Regions from separate parts of the Mus musculus genome. Here region 2 is linked to region 1. Evidence: chromatin contacts called from public Hi-C data. All regions are on one chromosome and are shown on one strand. Each heading gives the region's core, a stretch centred on a gene start, on an enhancer-like site or on the middle of the called end of the contact. The rest is flanking DNA. Distances are from core to core; before and after follow the strand shown.

What was found. A called contact is a pair of places that touch in the nucleus more often than the background predicts.
Region 2: a contact with region 1 is called in a Hi-C map of liver, with 3 times the contacts expected there. The contact joins two enhancer-like sites. A contact is called at or near these places in 9 of 484 Hi-C or Micro-C datasets (the G1E-ER4 cell line, the HPC-7 cell line, the N1E-115 cell line and 5 more) and 8 of 115 datasets of contacts at active chromatin or transcription factors (CD8 T cells, double positive thymocytes, embryonic fibroblasts and 1 more).

What each region holds. Positions count from the first base shown.
Region 1 is chr2:68,898,923-68,902,350 of GRCm38.p6, forward strand. All of the region lies in intron 1 of Cers6 (ceramide synthase 6), which reads left to right. Among named protein-coding and RNA genes, the nearest start is that of Cers6, 39 kb to the left of the region's middle. Within about 2 kb of position 1,944, at least 46 of the 459 cell types and tissues checked have an H3K27ac peak or open chromatin away from gene starts, as enhancers often do. A contact at or near this core is called in liver, where this site is marked.
Region 2 is chr2:69,047,523-69,050,950 of GRCm38.p6, forward strand. Cers6 (ceramide synthase 6) reads left to right here. Exons shown (of 10, transcript NM_172856.4): 6 at 3,258-3,350. Among named protein-coding and RNA genes, the nearest start is that of Gm39840, 81 kb to the right of the region's middle. Within about 2 kb of position 1,804, at least 7 of the 459 cell types and tissues checked have an H3K27ac peak or open chromatin away from gene starts, as enhancers often do. A contact at or near this core is called in liver, where this site is marked.

The sequences.
Region 1 (3,428 bases), core at 694-3,193:
ACCAAATTATTTTCTTTATTCCAACTTAGCAACAATTTTCTTTTCCCTCTCCTCTCCTCTCCTCTCCTCTCCTCTCCTCTCCTCTCCTCTCCTCTCCTCTCCTCTCCTCTCCTCTCCTCTCCTCTCCTCTCCTCCCCTCCCCTCCCCTCCCCTCCCCTCCCCTCCCCTCCCCTCCCCTTCCTCCTCTCCTCCCCTCCCCTCCCCTCCCCTCCCCTCCCCTTCCTCCTCTCCTCCCCTTCCTCTTCTCCTCCCCTCCCCTCCCCTCCCCTCCCCTCCCCTCCCCTCCCCTCCCCTTCCCTTCCGTGGAACCCAAGATGTCCTAAACTTGTAGTCATCTTATCTCTCCTTCCCAGCTGCTTGGATTCCAGGTGTGCACTCACTACCATGCCATACTCAAAATACAGAAACCTTCACGATGAGTTAAGCAATGTTTCTCCCAAAACGGATTTGAACAAATTAGATGGCTAACCTTCTATGCTGTGAAGCGCTAGAGCCCACCTAACATGTTATGATCTTTTCTTGTTAACATTATGTAGTGATTTTATGTCACTGTGATCAAATCCCTGACTGAGGAGAGGAGATGTGGCTCACAGCTCAAGGAGCCAGTCCTTCCAGATGGGGAAGGCATTGCTAGAGCAGCTTGGCAGACAGAGGGACAGAAATGTGGGGTGGATTGTAACCCATAAGACCTTCCTCTAATGCTCTATAGCAGTGAGGATTTATAGTTTAAAGGTTCATAGCCTCCACCAACAGAACAGCTGTGACCCGTGCGGGGAATATGTCTATGCAAATCATAATAAATATATTCTCTTCATTTATACACAGTGTCAAAGTTATAATTTTCCAATGGATTGGTTATTTTCAATAATTAATTTTCAGGTAATTTCAAATTTACAGTTGTTGCTAAATGGACATAGAGTTGACAGATTCTGGGTTTCCTCATGGTTAATATTTTACTGTATTCATACTATGGTCTGTGCTCTCTCTGTAGCATATGCTTGTGATCTTGAACTCCTTATCTTTGCCTTGTGAGAGCAAGTTGCAAATCTATTGTCCAGTTACCTTGAATCACTTGACCGTGCACTTTGCCCAACAATAATGATCTCCAACATAACCAGTGAGAGCACTAAAACTTAGCAAACAAACTGCCATTCAATTCATAATATCGGCATTGTAAACTCAACAATAGGTCTTTTTTCCTTCTGTTTCAGGATCCTGTCCAGGTGTATACATTGCATATAATGCTCATGGCTCTTTGAACTCTTGATTAAAAACAGTTTCTCAGCTTCCCTTGTCTTTGGAACCCTTGACAGTTTTAAAGAGCACAGGGCTTTAATTATCCAGAGATAAGGTTCTTTCTAATGTTTCCTCGTGAGTCATCTTAGTTAACACAGTTTCAGGACTCAGAAAGAATGCTGTGTTCATCTGAAGACACTGTATCCGAGCTGGAAGATGCATGCATAGCATACCTGTCCACTATTGTGGATGTGAAACCTCGGTCGCCTGCACGACAACCTTACCCACAACCACCTGCAATGTCTTCTCTTTTGTAACAAGTTTGGATTTTGTATGAAGAGTTTTGAGAATTCTGCCAGCATCAGCTTCTTATCAAAACTCAATCCACCAGCCTCAGTGATGATTGCACCTGAATCAACTCCCGCTGGCGTGGTAGCCATTCTTCCTACGCTGGCTGGCGTTCTGTTAGAACTCAGGTGCTTCTCTTAGCCTTGCTCTCTTCCCTTTGAAGTTTTTTCCAGCTCTCTTAACTGTTGGGAATTTCAGGTATGATGTTCCTGATTCTAGATCTAAGCCCTCTGCAAAACCAGTTCCATTTAGCATGTGGAAAGCAGGGCCTGACTTGGACTGCTCGTCACTCTGCTGTCTGTGCTCACACAGTTGACAGGGAAGCTGTGTCTCTAAGCAGGAAGGTGCTTAGTCCTCTCACCCGCCCTTCTGTGGTGGACCCCGACCTGCTAGATTCCTACTGTGTTATGGGAAGAGAAGACAGCTTAGAACTGGAACCAACAGGAAAACCTTTCTCCACGAGTGGAGGATAGAGTTTGGAAAACATTGTTTTCCTGTCTACCTCAGAGTTGGAATAAGTTCATTAACTTTAGGCACATTAGCCTTTCCTTTGTAGGTGAGGAGGCAAAATCCAGATAAAATATCAGAGCTTCCTGGCTTGTAACACTGCGCCGAGTTAAAATTGACAAGGGAGAGAAACAGGCTGGGTTTCCTGTATGTGCAGACCGCCACATTTCTCCAGGCAGCTTCCTTTCTGTCCAGATAAGGCTTGAGTGGACACTTGCGATCCTGACTCTTAATTATGCACTCTGCTTTAAGCTTCCTGTTTCCATGGCACTGTTACTGCCTTTCTGAGATACCACAGTGGTCTATGATCAGATTTCCATCAAGGGTTTTTGTGATCAGAGGCCATTTTGCTCCTCTGGGCGACTTTCTGTGTCTGTAATCTTAGATCGATTTTGGCGTTTACTTTTGAGATGGTCATTTAAACATCAAACCACATTTTCTTTATTGCAGTTGCTGCTATGTACTCATACTAGGTTTAATAGAGTTCAGTCTAATTCACTCTTGGTTAAAAGTATTTCTTTTTTTTTGAGGCATGAAATCTATATTCTTCTTTGGCTTCATGAACTCTGCCAGCTTGACTGAATGTTCCCTTTATGGGATACAATTTAGATAATCTTTAATTTTTTTTAAAATTAAGAAAATTCCTATGTATGTATATATGTATATATGTTTGCCTGAGTTTATAGGAACCACATACCATGTCTGAAGAGGCCAGGGGGTGTTGAATCTTCTGGAATAGGCAAAACAGGTAAAACACCTGATGGGGGTGCTGAGAACTGAACCCAGAGATATTCATTCTATAAGAGTAGGAAACACTCTTACCTCTTAAGCTATCTCTTCCACCACACAGTTATATATTCTTAAATAGTTTCACCACAGGCCTGTGGGCTTGTCTGTGGGATGTTTTCTTGGTTGATTGATGTGCGAGGCCCCAGCTTACTCTGGGTAGTGCTTTCCACGAGGAGGTGAGCCTGGGCTTCATGGGAAATGTAGATGATCATGCCAGTAAACAGTAGTCATTCCTCCATTGTCAGTTCCTGCCTTCAGGTTCTTGCCTTGTGTTCCTGCCTTGGTTTCCCTAGAGATAGACTGAATCCTGCAAGGCAAGTCAACTTTGCCTCCCCAACTGGTTTTGGTCATGGTGTTTATCCCAGCAATAGCAAAGTATTTGGGGCAAGGAACAACAATCATTTCTCCAATTTTTAAAAAATTATTAATTCTATTTGTTGAGACTATAATATAATTGCACCACTCCTCCCTTCCCTTCCTTCTCTTCATGCCCCCCATACCCCCCTTGGCTCTCTTTCAAATGCATGCCCTCTTTTTTCATCAGTTGT
Region 2 (3,428 bases), core at 554-3,053, 150 kb after region 1:
GGTGCTGGAGCTGGCCCGCTGAGTTCTGTTGACTTTGTAGCTTAGAAGTGGCCTCTAAAGACGTAAATCACCACGGACTACTTCTCCAAATGCAGAAAAAATACACTAATGCCATCATCACACATGGCTGAATTGTTTCAGTGAGGAAAACAGTAGACACCATCTTTGAAATTAAGTCATAGCCCTGAAAAGGGAGTGTTTTCCGTCTCTGCCCTTGCTATTCTTTCGCATCTTCTTATGAGTTCATTACTATTAGCACAAGTCTTTGCTATCCCTAAATCGATTGGTAATGGAATATCAATGGTGGGACCAGGAATTTTCTAGGTACTCGGGACATGTCCTGTAAGGGAAGCAAATGGAACCAGGCATTGTACTGAACACCTTCAGGTACATGTGGACTTCTGTGCACATAAGGCCTTTCTATACCTTCCCTGTTCTCCACATAGCTGCAATGGGTGGAGGCTGACACTAGGTACTCCTTCTAGGCTAAGGGTGACTTGAAATAGAACTCTACTTTGCATTTGAATCCCTTAATTTATTTAGATTGGGAATGAATTTACATAATCAGCATGACACAGTTAGAAAAAGCTGAGAATTCCTAAGACTGTGGCATGGAGGACAGAAACCAGCCGGTTACCTTACCGGTTGTCTTTAGCCCAACTGGACTTTACTATCCACACCTATCTACATTTCTACTTGAAAAGGCTTCTAGGAACTTTAACTGGAAAGTTGGCATGCCATCCACTGCAGTGCCCCACATTTCAAAGGTAAATTTTGTAACATGAAAGACATTGTGATCAGTGTCATATAAAACGTACCACTTAACCTTGTTTCTAACTGTAAATGTAGCCGAAATAACTCTTGCATTCTGCCTGTAGCTGAGAAGTTGCTTGGTTTCAGATGAATGCTAGGACAGTAGCCCAGAATGTCGCTGTGGGCTGTTTTACAGAAAGCACAAGAGTCTGAGGGGCTAGGAGATAAGGTTATATTTAAAAGTGGAAACACCACTAGGATGGAAAGGAAGATGCCCCATCTGTGTGGATTCGGTTAAGAATGGCCTTGTGTTCGTAAGGTATCATAGTCCAGTACTGAGTAATTCTGCCCAGTGCTCCCCAAAGTGAAGAGAAACTCATGATCTCTGGCAACAGTAGTTAGCCGTGCCAAGAGCCATATGCTAATAAAATTAATGACTTTCTTTGTGTAGGGGGCATAGGAAATGAAATAGCATGTATGCAAGTATAATACTTTGTATAAGTCATATGTATATAAATACATACAGCAGATTATAGTCCAGAGTCTGTCTCAAACCTTCAGTGCACTTTTAAATATTGAACAAGCTCATGAAATTATTCATTATTCATTATGTCTTTAACACATATATTATATAAGTAACCGGATAGATTTCTAGGTGAAAAAATAGTAGTGCACTTCAATTTTAAACATTCCCTCTTTTATATGAGAGTGTCCATTCGTTACACATGTAAGAGTTCCATATGGGTGTGTATTTTAAGGATAAAAGTAAGACAGGCTTATATGCAGTTGACTCTTGCACAGCTCGTTACAAGGGGCATGCGTACACGAGGCAGGAGAAGTCTAATGCAGGGATCAGGGCCTCAATAGCTCTGAGACCTGGATGTAAACTTTTAACCTGAGTTAATTGATAGCAATTTTCTGTCAGCTGTATAATCTAGATGAAAAACGAGAGTAGTAATTTTACAGATTTCATATGCTCAGAGTGAGTCATGGGAGTGTTTCGCCAACTGCAGAGCGGCTGGCGAGTGCTGATTACTGCCATGCTCCCGCAGGAACTCTGCCCTTCCCATCGTGATCTGACTTGTCCTGTGACCCCCTCCGAGGCACATTCCCAGATGAGGATGCCAGAAGTCAGAAAATCTCATCAATACCAAATCTGACCTCAGCTCCAGCCAGGGCCATTTTCCCAGACTGCATTGCTGATAGCATTTGCCTAAATACCTTGCTAATGTCTTTCAGTCTTAAAGAGACATGTCAGTGGGAAGTAGATCTCTTTCAAGGTACCACTGGGCACTGATGCTTCCTTCACTGGGCCACAGGATTCCGCAGGAAGACCTTGTGAGGTCCTTCATGAGAGTTCCCCCTCTCATGGCCTCCCTCCTGCCCAGCTGTCCTCCAATCTGCACATTCCATCACAGGGACTATGCAGTTTACCACATGGCTTTGTAGAGACACCAGCTTTCAGTCTATAGCAATTTTCCTTGTCACTTAGAGTTTAAAACTGCTGATCTAACGTCTAAGCCTAAAGTACCTCGTCAGAAATATGAGAGAGACATAGTTTCCTTGATGCCTGTCCTGAGTGAGTAAGGGCCATCTTGTGATAGCTATCCATTGCATTGTGATTGGCAGATGGTGCGTATAACATTAATTTCCTTTACAGTATGGAGTCTTGCCTTCTGAACAGTAGTCTAAATGTATTTGAAGAGCTTTAGAGTTTTGTTTTAGTTCTTTGAGTAAACCAAGACACTTCATTATAGCTCAATAAATATAACCAAGAGTAGCTCATCAAAGTGTTGTTGAGAAAACATTAAATTAAATACACTTCACTGACTTTACTATCTCCCTGAGCCTCTGAGGCAGTCAGAACAGGCATTATCTTCCATCCCTGGCCCCTGCCATTTTTTAAGTAACTTTACTACCAAGCTATGGAGCTGGGCCTTTATCTCAGACATCCTGGCTATCTGCTTAGTCAAGTATGTTGGCAGCCTTCCTGTCCCTCTGATCTTTAAATAAATATCTCAGAATCATCTGTTTTGAATATAGCATCCTATTGCCCATTTTCTAAACATACAACTCTCTTGAACTTGTGCTTCATTGACCATTCCGGAAAGCATCCATGCCACCCACTAGTTCTGTGCTTTGAACTGTCACAACAGCTGTCCTGTGTGTGCTCCAGGACATGTCTCCAGTTGCCTGAGGGATCTTGTAGCTGCTGTATGTGAAGGAACCGTAGAAGCTGTTGTTCCGTTCAATAATGAATTGAATCCCAAACTGCCGTGGTGGCTAATGCTTTCTGGGTTTAAGATGAAATGGAATTACTGCTCTCGAGCTGTGGTCTGTAGGCAGCCTCCAGAGTACTGTTGTGTATCAGAAAACAATGGGACTGCATGGGGTTGCATGTGTTCAGCATAAGCCTGGCTTACCAGTCAGTGTGAGCCTCTGGCTTTTGGGATACAGATTGGGTTTCCCGTTGAGTAAACCTTCCCATTTTTTCTTTTCCTCAGCCACTCACAGCTGACCTTCACTACTATTACATCCTGGAGCTGTCATTTTATTGGTCTTTAATGGTTTCCCAGTTCACAGATATCAAAAGGAAGGTAAGAGTCGTGGTGTTACATGGGCTTGGTTTAAGGTGGGTGAAGTGTCAGAGGCATCCCTGAGCTGTGGGAGCTGTG